2 separate regions of the Mus musculus genome follow, and region 1 is linked to region 2. A link is a contact called in public HiChIP or PLAC-seq data. All regions are on one chromosome and are shown on one strand. Each heading gives the region's core, a stretch centred on a gene start, on an enhancer-like site or on the middle of the called end of the contact. The rest is flanking DNA. Distances are from core to core; before and after follow the strand shown.

What was found. HiChIP or PLAC-seq counts read pairs in DNA pulled down with a chosen protein or histone mark.
Region 1: an H3K4me3 HiChIP or PLAC-seq map of forebrain shows a contact between it and region 2, with 5 times the contacts expected there. The contact joins the promoter of Sh3tc1 here to the promoter of Hmx1 in region 2. A contact is called at or near these places in 3 of 39 promoter capture datasets (the HPC-7 cell line, hippocampal neurons and liver), 2 of 484 Hi-C or Micro-C datasets (the HPC-7 cell line and nephron progenitors) and 1 of 115 datasets of contacts at active chromatin or transcription factors (forebrain).

Annotation. Positions count from the first base shown.
Region 1 is chr5:35,727,541-35,732,246 of GRCm38.p6, reverse strand. It overlaps Sh3tc1 (SH3 domain and tetratricopeptide repeats 1), which reads left to right and starts at 2,971. Exons shown (of 18, transcript NM_194344.2): 1 at 2,971-3,300.
Region 2 is chr5:35,386,185-35,390,350 of GRCm38.p6, reverse strand. Hmx1 (H6 homeobox 1) reads right to left here and starts at 1,490. Exons shown (of 2, transcript NM_010445.4): 1 at 862-1,490. The coding sequence starts at 1,234. E130018O15Rik (RIKEN cDNA E130018O15 gene) reads left to right here and starts at 1,875. Exons shown (of 2, transcript NR_152157.1): 1 at 1,875-1,926.

The DNA.
Region 1 (4,706 bases), core at 1,722-4,221, 340 kb before region 2:
TAGCTGTCATCCAACCATTTTTATCTGGATCCCACTGCTTGTGAGAGAAACAATGGTTTACCATCTTTCTCCTCGGTGTGATGGCTTCCCGTGCCACGCAGAGCAGGGAAGGTTTGTATTCCTGCATCCAGTCAGCTGCCCCCAGCATCTCTTCATGTCTCATATCTTAGCTGGTATTTGCTCCACATCCAGCCTTTGCATGCTCAGCCTGTCACAGGGGTCTCTCTTGAGCGAGTCACTGGTATTCAGGCCAATGTGACCGAAGAAGCTGCCTCTAGGCCCCAATAGAGCAGTCGACAGACGACACTCACCAGACCTGGTCTCCTGCTGTGTAAAGTGGTGGTGGATGGTGCCCATGCCTACCTTGGCTATTTCTCTGGTGCCCAGTTGTGATGGCAGAGTCACGTTGGACCTGGGTGGTCAGCAAAGCTAAATGCATTTCTTCTCTGAGCCTTAAAGTATACTTGTCCTCATGTTCTAGAATGATCTTAAGGTTCTGCTGGAGGCCTCTGCTCTCCTGAGCTCAACATTTATAGGCTGTTGCAGATTAATTGCAGGGCAGGGTGCTTAGCCTTGCCTAGCTGCCTATGTTAGGGAGTGGGTAGCTGCAAGAGGCTCAGCCCTTTGGGATACAGCTGGAGTTAAGTGTGATTTTTTTTCTGGTTTTGTTTTGTTTTGTTTTGTTTTGTTTTGTTTTGTTTTGTTTTGTTTTGTTTTTGGAGACAGAGCTTCTCAGTGTAACCAGCCCTGGCTGCCTTGGACTCACTTTGTAGACCAGGCTGGCTTTGAACCCACAGAGATCTACCTGCCTCTTCCTCCTGAGTACTGGAATTAAAAGCATGAGCCACCACGCTTGGCTTAAGTGCTTTTTTTTTTGTTTTGTTTTGTTTTGTTTTTCTTCTGAGTTCATCTGTCCCCTTGGAGATTCTTCACAATCCATTGTTGTCTGGTTTCTCTCCAAAAGTTGGCCTAGGAATTTCCCCTCTGAGGAAATCCTATCTCTATTGTCCTCCTGGCCTTCCCTCTGAGGCCTTCCATCACTGCCCAGGTCAGTCACCGCATCCTGGTGCCAGTCGGTACAGGGGGCTATCACAACCCTGGGGCTTCAAGCCATGGCTGGATCTTGGTGGACAGGATATGGGCTCTCCCATAGGTAGGACCTGGAGCGGATGCTCCAATGTCACACTTGTCCCCAAGGAGTCTTTTGAGTGTGCCACACAGGGGATGCTATCCAGAGGGATGGAATCAGTTTCAGAGTATATCTGGGGATAACAAGGATGCTGAGTACCAGCCCAAAGCCTACAGTCTACTGAGGGAGCCAGGCCAGGAACCTTTCTTTGTTCCTGTTGTGGTGTAATAGCATCTTAGCCTCCCAGGGATGGCTCTACCCTGTGTCTTAGATGCATCCTGCCCTTGCATTTTATAACCACAAGGATAGTCCATAATAGTAGTTGGGCTCATGACTTCATTCAGTGTGAACCTCTGGCCTCATTGGCCTGGATTGTGAGCACCCTGAATGGCAGGCTGGGAGCACCTGCCTCAGAAGGCTGGCCTTTGTCAGAGAGGCCCCCATGCAGCTTCCTTTCCTGGAGCCCGTGAGGAAGGAGAGGTAGGGCAGGGTGAGGAGCAACTGACCACTGACCACTTGTTTCTGTCTAGATACAGACAGCAAAGAATGAGGGGATAAAGGAGTGAGGACCCTGGTATCAGAGCCAGCCTGAGTTGTGGGGCCCCAGGAATACGCCTCTCTAAGTCTGTTTGATATCAAGCCTTTTGGGGACACCTGGATGATAGTTTCATTGGGTTATCACGAAGCCCTATGGCATGATCTAACCAAAGAGTTAACATCGTGGCAATGACAATTTGAACATACTACAGCCATGTCAGAGGTCAAAACGATGAGAGCTGAATACCTCCTAACTCTGTCTTTTGCAGAGGGGAAACTGAGGCTCAGGACAGTGACAGGTCTTGCCAGAGGGATTTCAATTGAGTCCGACTGGGGTTTGGGTGGCCCTCGGAAAGTCAGAACCATGTGGCCTCTGCTTTTTACAGTCTTTAGGAAGATCCTATTGAAGAGCCCTGGACCAGAAATGTACTTGCCCCTGCTGGTTGGCCCTGGAGTGAGTGCCCTGCATATATTGGGGGAGGCTCTCAGAAAATCCCCCTGGCCATGAGCCAAGAGAGCAGCTTCTGAGACAAACAGGATACTGCTCTGGGCGCACAGTGGGGACAATAGCCGGGAGAGGAAATGCCTCCAGACCCATGTATGGGTGTGGGCTTGCAGGGGCCTCTATTGACACAGCTTCCAGAAAAATAAGGCTGGTGGAAGGTTAGCATCTGGGGGGGCCTGCATTCTCTGGGGAGAAGGAGAGAGAGAGGGAGAGAGGGAGAGAGAGAGGGAGAAAGAGAGAGAGAGAGATCACAATGCACCTATACCTCCAGAACTCCTCACAGATGGAGACAGGCGGGAGGTATCCACAGCACCTAGTGAGTGTGGGAAGCAGAACTGCTCCATCTTTCACGGTGGACACAGCAAGGGCCTAAGAACAGGAGACGGGCCTGAATCTGGGCCACAGGGACATTCTCAGGTCAGGCTACAGCCTGTGGAAAGGTAAAGTGTGTGTCCCCTCCAACCCTCCCAGGCTTGGCTCAAGGTTGTGGTACTTGTGAGCAGAGAAGGAGACTGGACCCTTTCTTCTCCCAGAATGCTCCCTGTTGGTGTCAGTGGGCTCAGATAAGGCCAGCGGCAGAGTGAGAAGCAAAACGTGTGTATTTTGTGTGTGCACATGCAGACATATGTGCTAGGTCTGTGTATATGTCTCTAAGGCCACCCACATGTCTGCATTGCATGTGTATGCACGTGTGCAGAAGGGAAAAGGGAACAGAGAGCTGGGCTGGGTTTAGCAGGGCAAGAGAGCCGGCCTCCCGTGGACTTCCCCAATCTCAGCACCAAGGGTGTCCCCGGCCTTTACCACAGAGCACGGGGCTGGCAGTGGGCAGGCAGGGACAGGGCCTGGCTCTGGTCCACAAGGAGCTAATGATCAACTGGCCACTGGAGTCCTTGCCGCAGCACCTCAGCCTGCCTTGGGTCTCCAGGCCCCTAGGCTCAGGGAGGAAGTGGGGCAGGAAGCAGGGGGCGGTGGCAGTACTGAGCAGTCAGCCGGCTGTGGGCGGACTCTGCCTGTCCAGGCCAGCTGGAGACAGCCCGTAGGCCAGTCAGCAAGGAGCCGAGCCAGTAGTGGCCACCTGGCACCTGCATTCCTGAGCCTGGGAGGAAGCTGTCTGAAGAACTGATCACAGGTAAGGGAGTATGAACAGAGGGTATGGGCTGTGTGAGTGTGCTGTAATCGGGAGAGCCTGGCTTTGCCACAACTGTATCTAAGAATAGTATTCCACCTTCCTCTTTCTTCTGGCTTGCTTCGGGTTGGGGTGAGCTGTTGGAGACTGGCACTCAGCACCCCGGGGCTCTGCTAAACTGGCCGAGATTGCTCAGATGAGACCGACTGCTAATTGTGACTTCGGACCTGGCCTTCACACTGACTCTTTGCAAATGTGTCCTTGAGGTCTCAACCAGATCATGGGAATTGAGTGGCAACATAGAATTCAAAAGCCACTGGGCCCCAAATGATGAACTCTATCTAGCCTTGGTTCATTCCAGGCTGTGACAAGCACGCCTGTACTAGCATGGGTGCTTCATGGCGCCCCCGTGGCTGTGACCTGGCCTTTCTGAGGTCACTCTGGGTTTCTTTATGCTAGCCAATGAAATGCATGGCTTGACTAGAGTCACTGACCACTGTCTCTGGAGACCTCAACAGGCGCAGGCTGCGTCAGGGTTCCAGGGTTCCAGAGCCTCCTTTCGCTCCTTGTCCTCTCTGCCTTCCTCACCCTAGGATGAAGAATAGCCACTTGCAGGTGGGGCAAGAATCCAAGTTAATTGTGTTCAGGTTGAGGGATGAGACTCCCACCACCTGACTTACAGTCCCTGCTGCTATGACCCTGGCTGGCCCAAACCTTGGGTTGTACACCCGTGATAGGGGTGGGATAGGGCTCACCCTCTGGGATGAGGTTAAAGGTCAAGACTGAGGAAGATGCTGTACAGTGCTGCCGCCTTTATATGACACGTTGTTGATTTCATGAAACTTCTTGCGTCAGGCACAGTGCCTGTCTCTTTAGTCCATAGAATCACGTGAAGCCCATTTTCCCTGAGAGAAGCCTTCAGGGTATCACTGTGTTTCATGGCTGCCATAACAAACTACGACACACTTGTTCTCTTAGGGTTTGAAAGCCAGAAGTCAGAGACAAGGGTGCTGCCTCCAGAGTTGCCAAGGCAGGGTCTCTTCCACTTCTTCCAGCCCCTGCTTGTCCCTGAATGGCCCCTGCTTCTGTGTCATATGTCCTCTTCTTCTGTGTGTCTTGTTCTCTGGAGAAACCCCAGGCACCAGGCAGAGACATCACTTTAATCTGGCACAACCACCTAGTCTAATTGGGACCACTCTAATCCAACATCCAACAGGACCGCGCCCTACGGAGGTCAACTTCATCTGAAACCACCTGTTCCCAATCAAGTCCCCACTCTCAAGTTCCTGGTCAGTGTGACTGGAGAATACTGCCACCTCCAGGCAAAGTCTCAATAGCCCTGCAAAAGCAGAGGCTGGGGATGCACCTTGGTGGGTCCCTGGCCAGACCTTTTGGAACACAGGCAGGGC
Region 2 (4,166 bases), core at 241-2,740:
TATACACAGAGCCTGGGTGGGCACCCTTTAGTTATATATAAGTCTGTGTGTTTAGGGACCCGGCTGGCTCAAGGGGCTGGGGTGAGGAAGGTTGAAATACCCTTCTAGTCTCAAGGGTTGCTCTCTAATGAGCAGGTCCTAAGAGAGGTTGAGGTCTGGACCCTCTGGAGACAGGCAGTCAGAGTCAGGATGTCCAGGCCAGAGGGGTAAGTGGGTTCTGGGACTGAGAAGCCCCCACCCCCATTCTCTGAGCCCTCTGCAGGAAACAAAGGCCAAAGAGGGGGAGGGGCAAGAAAAGAAGAGAGGGGTGGGATGGACCCTTCAGAGTGGGCTCCTACCAGCCTCAGCCTTTGGGCCTGAGAAGACCCAACGCAGGCTCAGGCCCAGCCCATGGTCTTACTGCGCAGCAGGGAGGGCAAAGGATACTTTGGGGTTGCAATTGCTATAGAAGAAGGCCTCCCATCCAGCCTCCATAGCTGTGGTCTCTCAGCTCTGCCCCTTTTATTTTAGTGCTTGACCCCCGCGGCCTCCCCTCCTCTGCCACCTTTCCTCTTCCTTCACTTCCCTTTCACCTTCGATGTTTCTCCAAACACACTCTTTCCCCTTCTCATCTTTCCGAGGCCTATTTCACTCTCCTCTCCGAATTTTGTGTTCTTGGGCCTGATCCTAGCCTTAGCAGCTTCCTACATGCAGTGCCATCCCCAGTCTCCAACAATTGCCCATCCAAGGGGATCTCATACCACCCAGGCCCCAGTACACAGGAAGACTAGGAGCTCACTAAGCCCGAAGTCACCAAAAGAATGCATAGGGAGGGAGCAGAGCCCTGACCATTGCCCACCCCTTCCCCGCAACCTCACTCACTGTCAGGACTTAGACCACCTCCGTAGCCGCCGTGCACCCGTGGGTACCACCGCGTTGTACCTCCGCAGCCGAGCGCGAAGGGCGGGCCGGGCCCAGGAGGCGGCCGGGGCCCTAGGCCCAGTGCCCGGGCCCTCGCCTCCCCGCCCGGCCCGCTGCCCGCGCGCTGCTGTCGCCGCCGCTGTAGTCGTCGTCGCGCCTGCTCCGGATCCTCGTCCTCGGGGTCGTCGTCGTCCTCTTCCTCTTCCTCGCGGACGCCATCGCCCTGGGTTGAGCGCCCCGCGCCCTTGGCCTCGGCTGCTAGCAGGTTCTCGATGAGGAAGGAGGAGGCGCGAGCTGGTGTGGCGCGCCCGGGCTCGGTCAGCTCATCCGGCATCGCGGCCGCGGGCCCGTCGGGCAAGGCTGGGATCCTGGGGGTCCCTGGTTGCCTGGGGCGCAGCTGCTCTTCCCGGCCCCGTTTGGATAGTGGCGAACGGCCGCCTGGCGCACGCGCGGCCTGGCCCTGGAGAGCCGCTGCCCGGAGTGAGGGCGTCGGGCTCCACGAGGCGGGCGTCGGCTTCTGTGCCGGGCTGGGCTGGGCGGGAGCGGGTGCGCGCGGACGGCCGTTCCCGCAGCAGCCTCCCTCGCGTTTCTCCGAGCGGTTCAGGTCGCCGCCCCGGCTGGCCTCACGGGAGGGGGAGGGGGCGGTGCCGGGGGCGGGGCGGCGCGAGTTTCGTAGGCTCAGCCCCAACGACCCGCTGCAGCCCGGAGAGAAGCCATTGCCGGAGATGCTGCCCGGCCGGACTCTGCGCGCAGGTGGTGGCAGGGCCCAGGGCAGGAGACCCGGTGGTCCTGGGGGTACGACCCCGCGAGATGCGTTCCGGCGCCCCCCACCCCGGTACCCGCGCCAGGGAGTGGGAGAAGGCGGGGCCTCGGCTGGGAGGTCGACCATTGGCTACAGGGTCGCTGTGAAGCCCAGACTGGCCAATCGCATCCGAGGAGAGCCTTGCTCACCCTCCGGGAGCGTGTCGGAACCCGCAGAACGCTCGGTTTGTGCGTGAGTCCCTGTGACTGTGTATTTGCGCGCGGGTAAGGACTATTGCCGACTGGGCCGCAGTCTTTTTCTTTTTTTTTAAGACCTCGCGTGTAATTTAAAACGGGGATTCTGCCAAAACAAGTTTGCAGAGACGCAGCATGTTTTAACTCTTACGCGTAACGAAATATGCTCTTGGTGCCATCGCGCTGCGATGGAATGCTCTCATATCCCGGGCTCAGTTTCGGTGTGTAAAGAGAGTCAAGCCCGAAGGTGCCCCATGGTGTCACGCTGGGTAGGAACAGATTACATTTGCTCTGGCACCTCCATTGCCCGGCCTTCTCACTCTCTTTCAGGCTGGTAAGAGCTTCGTGCCTAGCCACTGTGCGGGACTGCAGGTCTTGAGGAACAATTCCTCTTTCTGCCTCTCTTGCCCTGCACAAAGTGAATTTTCTTCCCCCGCTTCAGGAGCAAGGCCGCAGAGGGTAACCCAGACTTCGCTGAGACCAACGGAGCTGTGATCCACTTCCAACAGGAATAGGGGGACAGCCTAGTCACTGAGCGGAACGCTTCACTGGATGCGGGTTATCACGGAAGGCCCATCTAGCTGCTCAGTGCGGGTCACAGACAGTGCGTAAAGAAGTGTGTCCCACTGTCCAGGAGAAGGCAACTGCAGGCCCGGAGCCCACTTTGTTTAATCTCCCCAACAAGAGAAATAGAGGGAAATAGAGTCACCCTATACTTCAAAGGGAAAAACTAATGTGAAAAGAGAGCGCTTCCCCTCCCTCCCACTATAAGTGGCTCTTGAGGATATAGAAGGATGGATGAGCCGCCAGGCTAAGGAACCTTTGGGGTCTGCACCCTGGCTAGAAACCTGGATGGGAAGTGGGTTTTGTGCACGATAGGACTTGATTTTGGAGCCATATTGGGCAAGGCAAGAGGAATCGCTGGCAAGCAGCCACATTTCATAGGTGAGGGCTCTGAGTCAAAGTTGGGTGTCTCCAACTTTGACTCAGAGTGTCCCAAGTGCTGTTACTTCCTGGGTGTCCCAGCTCAGACATACTCAGGGACCTGGGTAGAGGTGGGGGCGGGGAGGGAGAAATTAGCAATGATATTTGTTTGTAGGAATCAGGCACAACCCCTGGGCCGGCCAATTCAGGTTGGTTTTGTTGTTGGTGGTGGTTTGTTTTTGTTTTGATATGGTTTTTCGTTTTTCCGAGTTAGGGTATCTATGTTAGCCCAGAGATCCTTTTGCCCCTGCCTCCTGAGTGCTGGGATTAAAGGCATGAGGCATCACTGCAGGGCTCGGGGTTGTTTTTTGAAGTGATGAAGAAACAGACCAGAAAGGAGCCCTACTAAAAATGGTGATGGAGAGAACCGTCCAACTTCTGCAAGTTCCAGGCTCCCCTTGTGAACAGTACCTTCCTGCTTGTAAAATGGAGCCTGTTGGGTGGGTGCTGTGGCTTCCATTTTATTTCTCTGCTCTCTGGATGGGGGAGCCAGGCTGGGCTTCTTAGGCACCAGGGTTGTAATTCCCTCTGCCCTAGGGCCCTGGCCCTTGGTCCTGGCCCCTTGTGGTTACACCGGTTACACCTTACACCGTGGATAAGTGCTGCTCCCATACTCCATTGGGCAGAGAGAGACCTGCCTGGTCTTACCCAGCACTCCCTCTGGAGCCGTGCATCAGAGTGGCGCCTCAGTACTAGACCAGCAAGGGATGGTGGTCAGAAATGGGGAAAGGGCATCCACATCTCCTGGTACTGGCTTGGGAGCACTAGAAAGAGGGTGACAGCCACACTACTTGGCCTCTGGATCCTACGGACTACAAGTGGTGGTACCACTCAGGAGCAGGGTGTGTATGTGTCAGGAACTCCCAAGTTAGCCCTGTGGGTGCTCACCCAGGTCCTGGGGGCCCCAAGCTCAGCCTACACGGAGGAGAGCAGAGAGGTACTGCTTGAATCCTTCCTTGCTGCCAGAGTTTTAGCACTGATGCTGCCCAGCGTATAGGCTGGTTTGTCCCAATTCAAGGCCAATTTGGCTGAGGAAGTAAGGCTGCCAAGCACTAACCCAAGCAGCAACTTCTGGTGCTGCCTTGCCAGAGCCCTCTATATTCCTCCACAGAGTTCTGGGGCTGGAGGACTGTCCCCTTCCAAGCCATGCCCATCCATGTTCACACACAGTAGCTGTGCAGGCTGTGGCATCTCTCCCCACTTTATCCTGCTGCCTTGTTTCTGTCTCACCTATCCTGTGTACTGAGATCTGTCAGGAAACCTGCCAGGCCTTAGCAGAGTCTGCC